Regions from separate parts of the Mus musculus genome. Here regions 1 and 2 are each linked to region 3. Evidence: chromatin contacts called from public Hi-C and HiChIP or PLAC-seq data. All regions are on one chromosome and are shown on one strand. The core of a region is the stretch at or near the end of the contact, and the rest is flanking DNA. Distances in the headings are between cores, read along the strand shown.

Region 1 (3,416 bases), core at 687-3,186, 220 kb after region 3:
AGCCACAGGTTCTTTGTCTGATAATAATACTATATATGGGTTTCATACTGTGGAGTGGGATTTAAATCCAACGAAAGAGTGATTGGTTACTCCGGTGATCTTTATTACAGTATTATACCAGTGGGCATGTCATATAAGGCCAGTCATTACTGTAGCTCACAGGTCTCACAGCTGGGTAGGATTCATGATTATTTTTCTATCTGAAAGTTTGCATGAATCTTCCAGCGTTAGGAAGGCTATCAGTAGGGAAAATGCTTCCAGGTCAGTTTAAGATTGATTTCTCAATATTCTATGACACAAGTGTAGTGTCTTTAGCAACTGGGTCTTAGAGTTAAGTCCTGGAGGGGAACCAAGAGAAATGCCTGTTGCCTGAATGTTTGTGGGGGGAAGTATGTGTGATTTCATAGACCAATAAGAAATCCGAGGTGAAAGTGGCCACAACTCTAAATAAATAACCAGTTCCTAGCATTGGTATTTGTATCAGTATGTGCTATCTAGAAGGGACATTGTTACCTCATTATAGGTTTTTGCATGTTAGTTCTTTTTATGTGTCATGTGTATACATAACACACACACACACACACACACACACACTCAAAACCTATTACTATAGAAGAATTTTGGAACTACTTTGAGAGCCCCAATGCTTCCTTAGGTTCAGTTCATCTTCTCTCCACAAATCTTAGAGAATTCAAATGCTTGCTATTCTCTTATGCCCCCATCCTCAGTTTCACTTAATGTGCCTCCACACCCCTGGGAGATTTTTTTTTTGTTTCTGATTTCTGCTGTTCCACTAGACCCACAGAATTCCTCATCATTACAGTCCAGGGTATTCCTGTTTAGTATATAATTCTATCTGTGCAGTAGTTAATATCTTTGCCATTGGTCCATGATGTATTCCTTCCTTTGGCAGCCCATGAAAACCTCCCTCTGCCTATGTCAAGTGTTGGGAGAGACTTAGCAATAGAGATGAAGAATTCATGTCTCTTGGAAGTGAATTAGCATATAAAAAAGTTAGAAGGGAGTTGTGTTGTGTCTTTGTGGTGGGGAATCACAGGATTAATATTTTACAGTTGAAAATTCTTGTTTTACACACTGTCCAGAACTATCTTAACCTAAGGCCAACATCACCTAATGTTAACTTCATATTCTATTCCCATTTCCCTGTGATTTCAAACCCAGCACCAGACGTCCTTTCGTAATTATTCATAGCAATGCTTTCCAATGTCTAAAGCAAAATTAATGTTGAACTTATCTTTTCCCCTCTCAAAACAGTGACTTATGTTTTTTCATTCATAATTATCTTATGGATTTTTAATTTGACTGTTTCCATAATTGAATCTTCTATTCCTTTTAAAATCCCCCAAATAATATTAAATAATCATTATCATCACACAGAAATTTGGCTGAACCAAGTTCATGTTCACAGATGACTGGCTAATACAAATACCTGTTTCATCTAATTAACTTCCAGTATTTTATGCCTATTGATTGCCTTGATTGATGAATAGATGCATAAATATATAAGTGGAGAATGTTTCCAATGTTGACTTTTTATTCATTTCCACTAGGCGTTTTTTCCTTCTGTGTCGGCTAGCAACTTTTTAGCAGATGGTGTTTTCTTCCTGGTTACCATTCTAGGAGGTACTCTGCATTTCTCAACATTCCTGGCAATTTTGAGGCCATGAGTGATTGAAAGGTCATTGGGCACTGAGTATGATGGATAGCAGAACAGAGTACAAAGGCGCTGTTATTAAGTTTCATTTACATTCTTGTGTTTTTATATCAATTACCAAGAAGAATACACATTTTTTATTATTGTTTAAATGTAAGTCATAAGCTTAGATAAAATCTGCCCCCAAGTTCTCTATCAGGAAAGCAAATAATAGCTCAGAGCAATTCCTTTGTATGCACAGTTAATCATTAATTTTATTAGGAAAGGGACTGCCTTGTTTCCACCCAGGACACCATGTTTCTCTCTATCCTTCTTACTCTCGGCCTTAGGTGAGTCAGTTTGTGATTACAGTGTCAGTAAGTCATTCATCATATCCTCTTGGCAATAGAACTCTTTTCATCAGAAAAATTTGCAGACTTGGGGTGGTTGAGCCTATCACCCATATTATTCAAGTTCTTGATTCACTGCAATCTTCCCTTAAAATGAGACATTTCTTCATTCTGGATCAAGTTAGAGTTTATCTGATGTAGTGTGCTAGACCAGCAATCTCATTTGTCTGATTCTTAATATACTTTAGAGATGATCCTAATCTTTGCTTTCATAAATAATAAAAATCAAGAATTTTACACACTCTCTAAGTTCACTGAGCTTTTTTGTTGATACAAGGCTGAAACCAGTATGTAATGAAAAGTTATAACTTTTCAATTCCTAGAATTGTATTTTTGATATATATGGGTGTATATTTGTTCCTGATGCTACTGTAGTAATGATGTATATATATATATATATATATATATATATATATATATATATACATATATACATATATAAAATATCTTTTAAGTTATTAATTGCAGTATTTTTATTGCAATATATATTTTACATATATTTTCAATCTACTTTAAGAAAAATGGCCATAAACATGATTAGAGTTCACAAAAATTCCAAAAATAAAAGCACAGAAAGTTAATTTTGGAGACTGGATATTTTTGTTGATAATTCCTTACCTTCACTCAGAAAGACAGAGAATTTCTCAGAGTTATAATAATGGCTCCAATACCGAGAGAAGCCTTTTTTTTGTGTGGCAGTCACTTGTTGCCTGCCTTGATGTTAGACGGCTGTGAAGGTTTCAGGGCACTTTGGATCAGTCCTCCTTTCTCAGTATGTTTTAAAACTTTAATATCTGAATTTTACATCCTGAGTGCAGTTCCTCTTCCCCCTTTCCTCCCAGTCTCTTTCCCTAAACCCTATCCATTTCTCTTCAACTCCTCTTCTGTGTCTCTTCAGAAAAGGACCATCCTGGACGGGTAGCACTCAGCAGTAAGACTAGGCACCTCTTTGCCTATTAAAGCTAGACACTGCAACCTAGAAGGAGGAAGGCAGTCCAGACACATGCAGCAGAGATAGCGACAGCCCCTGCTCCCACTGTTAGAAGTAGACCAAGCTACACAACTCTAGGGAGGGCTGAATTCAAGGCCCATGCAGCCTCCCTGGTTGGTGGTTCAGTCTCTTTGAGCCTCTCATGGGGAGCAGGGCCATCATGGAAGAAGGACAGAGTTTTCTCTCTGAACTTTAACACGTTTCAGGCTGCACAGAACCATCCTCCTCACACTATTCACATCCCCTTTTTGTGGTTGAGGGCTGGCTATACCTGGGAGCTAAACTACTGCTTCTGAGTCTGACACATCATTCAGAGTTAGAAACCTTAGTTTATAAAACTTCTATAGAGACAGCCTGATGA
Region 2 (3,664 bases), core at 391-2,890, 210 kb before region 3:
TGCAGAAAAAAAAAAAAACTCATGATTTTTTATTTTCTTTTCCTGGAAAGTGTAATTTGAAGGATTGTCAGAGGACAAAATTGAACCGTGGTCACAAAGGCTGTGCAGGAAGACCCAGGAGCATCATGGGGCCAGGGCCTTTGGTGTTTGCAGTTTTGTTTCAGGGAGACAAATGCCCCTGCTTTGATCAAGTGTCAAGTGTATGTGGCAAATTCCTCTGTGAAGGACCCCCTGGTATACTGCCTGCACACGCAGGCAAGCTGCCTGCAGGGAGGTGGGGGTTGGAGGTAAGCAAGCATCATTTGTTTTAAATTGCACCACGGTAGAAATCCATGAACTCAGGGCTGCCACAAGCATTCTGGGCACAAAGGAAAGCTGTGCAGAGGCTGCGTCTCTTTTGATATAGATTTTGCCGCCATTGTTCCAGGTGTCTCCGGAGAGAGCTTATTTCCATATGTATAGAGAAACGGAGTGCTTTCTCTTGCCGGTTAAAGTGTCACCGAATGTATTTTTAGCTATACATAAAGCAGCGGCAGTGTGAGGCATCTTACCGCCAGGGTCGCAAGGTTTGAACATCCTTTGCCACTGGAGGAATGCTAATGAGATGATTCTTCATTCCACTTATTTTAATTGCCAAACAACGCTTAATTCCCCACCCCACACCCCCGACTTAAAAAACAAAATCAAACAAATCCCTTTTTGTGTATAGCCAAGTTTGCCCTTGCAGGAGATGGGTGTTGCAGAAAGACCCCAATCGTCCTGTGCAGAAGGTTCTAGGCCTGGCCCTCTCCCTGTGCAGTTAGTGCGAGGTGTCAGTGTCTGCTCCCCTTTCCAATAGCTCGGAGGATGCTGAGAGGAGACGCCCGTGGTTGTCAGAGAAACACGGCGATATATTATTAGATCTTTCATAATTAGGCTTTGCTGATGTGTGCAAGAGCTTAATCAAAAACGTTATCACCCAGCCTGCTGCTGGAGGTGGGGGTTGGTGATGGTGGTGGGGGAATCTGGAAAGTCAAAGGCTGTTCCTCCCCGTGCTGGTTCTGTAAGATAACAAAGGCAAGACAAAGGCAGATGGCTCCTGCCTGTGGTTCTGAGCAGGCTCATGCTTTGGTTAATCACGTGACGTACGTGACAGTGGGTTCAGAAAACCTGAAGCCCCTCCTCGCTCCCAATTTCTGAGTCACTCCACCGACCAGGTGCTGACTAAGGCTGTGGGCTGTGGGAACCTCATTGAATGTGTCTGCCAAGCGTTTCCAGGTAGAGCTTGGCTCCCCGGGGGAGCTCTAGAAGTCCCTCCCTGGGTCACAGCAGGCCTGCCTGACTGCGAATTTCAAAGAGTGTATCTCAGCCCTTAGATAAACCTGGCTGGTGTCCCCTGGCAGCAAAGCTGGGGGAAGACCTCGGGGACAGCCATCCTGCAGCGCCCAGGGCTGTTTGGACAAACTGTGCTATGTTTTTTCTGCCCGTATCTGGGCATGCAGGTGAATCCTGGTCCCGCTGGTATCTTGGCTGGCCACTCTCTCTCAGGCTCTGCGGGGAGCTGGGGGTGCATCCCTGCAAACGCTCCAGCAAAGCTGTGCAAACAAACCCGGCCGATTAGTTGGACAGGCTCACTGGCTCGGGAGTGTGAGCTGGCCTGGCAGCCCTATGCTCTCAACCCTTTCCAGGCTGGGCTTGTTCCCAGAGCGCTCATCAAGGAACACACTACCTTACCCTCTGGATGCTGGGTGCTTGTGCATCTATGGGCAGGACAGGATACTGATTCTTGCCTTGGACTCTTTACATACAACATATCACACATTCATTCACACACACACACACACACACACACACACACACACACACATGTGCGCGCCACTCACGTTCACTACAGACTATACAGCATTGGGTCAGAAGCCGTGATGGCACGAGGCACATAAATTTTGTGTCTGAGTTATTTAACCCACCTCAGAGTTGCACAAGACCTGTGTCCTTGTCTTACACGCTGCGTCAGATAGAGGCTGGCAATTTCTGTGTTTAAAGGTTCAGTTTAACACCTATAAATAACCTGACGTTCTGAGCTTTTTGGGAGAGGCTGCTCAAACTGACTTGACTTTTTTTTCCCTCTCTTCTGCCTTTGGTTTGAAGTAAGAGTCAACTTGGTATAAAGAAACCTCGGGTCCCCTTTGAGGTGAAATCAGAGTGAATCAGAAAGAGTGATTACGCCCTTCTTTAATCAGAGACTCTGGGGAGGATTTTCTTTTAGGAGAGAAGCGTCAAGCCATGCTCTTTGAAAATTACTTTCATATTTTCTTGAGCAGTTCAGAGCAGGGAGAGTTTTAAGAGTTGTCATTTGCTCTTGGATATCAGGCGGCAGCCTCAGCCTTTTGTCTGAGCCCTTCCTTCTGTGTATCCGAAAGGACTTAGCTGGCCCCGGCTTTGTTGTGCACCACACAAGCTATCAAGTGACTAATGCCCTTGGAATCTCATGGAGACATTTATTCTGCCCCTGTTGCTATGAGCCCTGTGTTCTTTTGTGGAACCTAACAATATAGGTAACATATCTAAAGTATGACCCTGACCAAAGGAACTTAGTTTTAAGTAGCAATTGTAAAATCATTGTGTACACGTCACGGGCCTGTCAGGTCCATTCTCATTTTAGTGTTTCAAGTATGTTTGCGCTAGTGACGTGGGCTGATTAACCTGAAGTGAAGTTAAAGCATCAATAGAAAAGCTCACCCACATTCACACTGCAAGTGTTTATTAAACCAGTCTCAGCTACTTGGGGGAAGCAGTACTCCTTCAGGGAATTAAAAAAAAAAAAAAAAGGATAATCAATCAGGAATTATTCAATGAGCTGACAAAAACAGCATTACAGGTCAAAAGTCCCCCTGTTATTTAAAATAGACGATCCATTTTCAAGTCAAGAGTTTTTCTCTGTATTGCCCTGGCTATCTTGGAACTAACTCACTCTGTAGACCAGGCTAGCCTGGAACTCAGAGATCCACCTGCCTCTCCTCCCAAGTGTTGGGATTAAAGTTTATGTTAATAAATAGCTTTTAAAATTAGCATTTCCTGTCTGCTTCCAAAAATTTGGTTCAAATTCTTCTCCCAGTGCTTGGAATGTTAATTTGGTGACTAGCAGAGAAAGTGGTGTGTGTGTGTGTGTGTGTGTGTGTGTGTGTGTGTGTGTGTGTTTGAGACAAGATCTTACACAGAGTCACAGGCTGGTCTGAAAACCACTACAAAGTAGCCCAGGCTGGCTGGCTTCAAGTTGTGGAAACCCTCCTGTCTCCACCTCCAGAGTTCTGGGATTGCAGCCATGAGCTCTGATGTCTGGCTAGGAAATATGGTTTTGTCAGAATTAAACGTGTGCTCGTTTCTTAACCTGAGACATTTAAAAATTAGTTGGAGCCAGAAACAATTAACGGTCCAGATTTCTCTCACTTATTTTTGGCTTTTATCTTACTTGTTTGTTCCCATTTTAATTAGAAAATAATACAATGACACAATTAATTTTACCTGGCAGGCTCTGTTCCACGGCAACAGGGGCGTATGTGAAAAATGCTGCTGGCTTTTTTCCTCTTCCCCCTAGAATGAGAATTTTTTAAAACCTAAAAGTCTGTTACCATTTAAGCCTCTATAAATGAATTTTTAGACAGTGTTTGAAATTTGGGCCTTGATT
Region 3 (3,667 bases), core at 32-2,531:
CCTCATCACTGCAACCTTGTCAAACCTCTGCTTTGACCTTCTTCTTTCTTATGAGGATGTTTGGGATTTATTGGTATCCAAGTGGATGATTTGGGCGTGTTTATCTCATGTCAAAATCTTTACTGTCACTATATATGTGGTTGGGGGGAGGTCTATGGAGCTGGACATTCTTGGCCCTTCATGGGGAAGATGGGGATCACTGTTGCTAGATGATGATGGTGGTGGTAGTGGTGGTGATGATGAAGATGAAGATGTATATGAGGAACACTGAAGTGTAGGGGTGAGTGTTTCAGCTTCTCTGAGGAAACACACAGCTCCCTTTGCAGTGGGAAAGTTTGCTTCCTAAGCAGTCCTGTCAATTTAGACTTGTGATTTTTCATAAGAGATATGTGTGAGCATTTGAGGCCTGGCCTCTCTCCCCCACTGAGCATATAGGAAGTGACAGTGTGCTGACTTCATCTGAGTGGTGAGTTTATCAGAGTGCTGGCACCCTCCGAGTCTCCTCCAGCCAAGTAATTTGTACCATTCAAAATGCAGCTATTGTTAAGGAAATGATTTAAAGATGATTCACATGTTGATGGTATGTAGCACCTTCTGAAAGGATTTGTCAAATTTGCTGCTTTGCAGGGCTGCATGGAAGTCTGTGAAGATTCCCCTTTAAAAGGATTTATACAGAACTGTCTTGTCATTCAGGGTGTGGAACCAGACATTATGAAAGTGTTATCAATTCAGCTATATGACTGTTGAGCAACACTGCCTTTCAGGCTTGAAAATAGTAGGCCTTTTGGAATGGGGAGAACACCTTATAAGGAGATTCTCATCAAGAAAAATAGACACCTTTAAAGCAAATCTGATTTTTACCATGGGTTTTTAAGGTAGACAGAATGACAGTCTTCGCAAGGGTCATTTAGATGAACAGAAAGCTAAGATGGCCTGTGATGTTAAAGGTTTCCTCAGGCTGGAGAAATTCTGGCAAATGTTGGCAATCACCATCTAGGTATCCAGGCATCTAGGCCAATACTTTGATGCACTTTAGGAGTCTGCCTATATCCGTTTCATCTTACTGCCATACTGAGGGGCTCACAGAGTCATGGCAGACATAAACTATACTGGAAACAGACGCTGTCCCTCTGAGTCCTGCTGGCAGTGCTACCACTGGTGTGAAGGCTGGATCAAAAAATCTCACAGTTGGATCTGAGAGCCAGATGGCTTCCCAAGTAGGTCACAAGAATATCTTGTGTCTTGGTCTCTGGCTGCAGAATGTGTGAATAATGGGATCAAGCTTTTGAAAGTGCCAGACCTCAAATATTTCCGTATGTAGATAATTGCTGGCACTGATACCTGGCCTGATGAGTAACTTTCTAATTTTAAATTCCTTCAGAGAAGGATATTTCCCAACTTGAACAGCAGGAAGCAGGATTTCAGTTAGATTTAAAAGCTGGCTAATGGTAAGGAATGTTAAATACTGAAACCCGTCTTGATGGAGACAGTGATATCTCCTCTGGAGGTCTTTCATACAGTGGAGGTGTTGTATTCCTTGAAGGCAAAGGATGGTTTTAATATGATGAGTTTGCATGTCAATGTTGGCGAGCTCTACTTTCAGAAACTCTTTTGTCCTTTAGATGATTTGAACCTGAAATGTGCTTCCAAGAGTCATTCTTCAGATGCTGGCTACCCACCACATAGGGTTATTTTTGAAGGCTGTGAAGCCATCTGGAGGTAGGACATAGCTGGTAGATGTGGTCACAGGGCGTGCCTTTGCAGGTTATACCCTCCCTTCCCTCTCTATGATGAGCTGTTTTAACCAAGGCAAACTATTATTCTTTCATATTGTTTCTATCAGCATTGTGGTCACAGTGATGGGACAGTAGCTAATGCAACACCCCTTTAGGTAATGTGGTAGTCTTGTCTGTGTTCCTGCTCTGTGACAGCCAGTTACCACTTAGACATGAGACCCCTCATAATTATTTCTTGGTTTGTACAAACAAAAGTAGAGACTACTCTGAGGGCTTGCAACTTACCAGATATTAATTCTTGCCAAGGAACAGGAAATGTAGGCTTACCTGAGGATTCAGGCTATAGCACACTTTTGTTTAGAGCTCCATCCTTTCCGGTGTTCAGGGCAGAAGTGTTACATCTGTTGAGAGCTGATCTATAGAATTATACAACTTGTAAAAGGGTGATGCCTGCTGCAAGGGATCTGCATGTCTGTGTTGGAAGGTTGGGCCAGGAAAAAGGAACATATTGTTATTGATCTATAAGCTCAAGGACCAATCCAGCAAAAAGAAGAGATCACACCCCCTGGAAAGAAATGGTACCAACCTGGTGATTGCCTTTCAGAAAAAGGAAGATGATTGTGGCAGGAAGATTTGTTTGTTTCATTCTTCAGTGTCTATTGTCTCCCTGCTTGTTCACACAGAATAGTCAGTTGATTGTCTCTGGGGCTTCATCTGCTCCTGGAAACTGTATTTCTTTCCTGACATGACCTACACTGGAAGCCAGAGGCTGGCACGTGTTTTTATAGATGACCTTCAAAAAACCTAAAAACAGCACACTTATATCAAGGGTTATACAAGTCTAGGAGTACATGAGAGTAGATGGATAAATCAGGGGATGAAACACATAAAAACAAAAGATGGAGGTTAATAGTTCAATTTTAAAAATGAATGCACAGAGGCTACAGAAGGTGTGGTCCAAAGGGCCATGTTGCATCTTCAATTGGTAGCACGACTTCATACCAGCCCCCATATAATGATAGTCATCCCAGCATAAAAGATTCCAGAGTGAGAGGGTTGACATCATGGGTCTAGACAGTGGCAGAGTCTAGCAACATGTATCAAGATCAGATTTCCTGCATGGAAGTCTTAAAAGAGCTTTGGTTGACACTGAGGGTAAAACCATTTCTGGCATCTACAGCTAAATGAATAGGTATAAGAGTTTTTCTATTGTGAAGATACTATAGACATAGTGATAGTCTTGCCTCTTTATTCCTGCTTTATATAGCTAGGTAGATGACAAGAACATAGGATACTGGCTGAAGAAAACTGAAGGTACTGTGTGGAACTAGCTTAGGAAAGAGGCAGAATTCATTCCAGATACCAGAGCTGGAGAGATAGGGGCTACTTGTGGCCATTGGAGCCCAGGTGATGCCACCAAGGGTCCTAGTTGCTGGATCACAGGAGAAAATTCTTTAACTGCTTGCCCTACTTGGTTTTATATTCACTGTGACATGATTTTTTTTTTTTTTTTTGCTATTCCTCTGTTTTGATATGGGAATATTTCATGTCATTGTATGTTGAAAGTATGCAACTGTTTCTTTGATGTTATGGAATCATAGTTAAGAAACTGCCTATGTCTTAGAAGATACTTTGAGGATTTTAGAAAGTGTTGGAACTGTGGACTAGGGAGACTTTGGAAGTTAGATGTATTTGCTTAATATGATGGACATTATCCTCCATTGGACTGCTGTGGCTTCAGTGTGAAATGTCTCTTACAGGTGTATGGTTTTTGGACACTTTGTCTTTAGCTAGTATGAAGTTTGGGGAGGTTGAGAAGTTGGGTCTAGATGGACAACATAGACTACTGGAGCAGACGTTAAATATTATAGGTCAGTTCCACTCCAACATTGGACCTAGGTTCAGTTCCCAGCACCCACAAGGGATTTCTC

What was found. A called contact is a pair of places that touch in the nucleus more often than the background predicts. HiChIP or PLAC-seq counts read pairs in DNA pulled down with a chosen protein or histone mark.
Region 1: a Hi-C map of pancreatic cancer cells shows a contact between it and region 3, with 4 times the contacts expected there. The contact joins two enhancer-like sites. A contact is called at or near these places in 5 of 484 Hi-C or Micro-C datasets (the G1E-ER4 cell line, adipose-derived mesenchymal stem cells, cortical neurons and 2 more).
Region 2: a contact with region 3 is called in a FOXA1 HiChIP or PLAC-seq map of pancreatic cancer cells. The contact joins two enhancer-like sites. A contact is called at or near these places in 1 of 15 datasets of contacts at CTCF or cohesin (the NIH/3T3 cell line), 2 of 484 Hi-C or Micro-C datasets (both in cerebellar granule neurons) and 1 of 115 datasets of contacts at active chromatin or transcription factors (pancreatic cancer cells).

Annotation. Positions count from the first base shown.
Region 1 is chr8:8,052,996-8,056,411 of GRCm38.p6, reverse strand. No RefSeq gene overlaps it. Among named protein-coding and RNA genes, the nearest start is that of Gm31401, 28 kb to the left of the region's middle. Within about 2 kb of position 1,936, at least 13 of the 459 cell types and tissues checked have an H3K27ac peak or open chromatin away from gene starts, as enhancers often do. A contact at or near this core is called in pancreatic cancer cells, where this site is marked.
Region 2 is chr8:8,486,652-8,490,315 of GRCm38.p6, reverse strand. No RefSeq gene overlaps it. Among named protein-coding and RNA genes, the nearest start is that of Gm31135, 3.8 kb to the right of the region's middle. RefSeq lists an enhancer at 1-2,262. Within about 2 kb of position 1,640, at least 143 of the 459 cell types and tissues checked have an H3K27ac peak or open chromatin away from gene starts, as enhancers often do. A contact at or near this core is called in the NIH/3T3 cell line and pancreatic cancer cells, where this site is marked.
Region 3 is chr8:8,272,050-8,275,716 of GRCm38.p6, reverse strand. No RefSeq gene overlaps it. Among named protein-coding and RNA genes, the nearest start is that of Gm31401, 190 kb to the right of the region's middle. Within about 2 kb of position 1,281, at least 52 of the 459 cell types and tissues checked have an H3K27ac peak or open chromatin away from gene starts, as enhancers often do. A contact at or near this core is called in the NIH/3T3 cell line and pancreatic cancer cells, where this site is marked.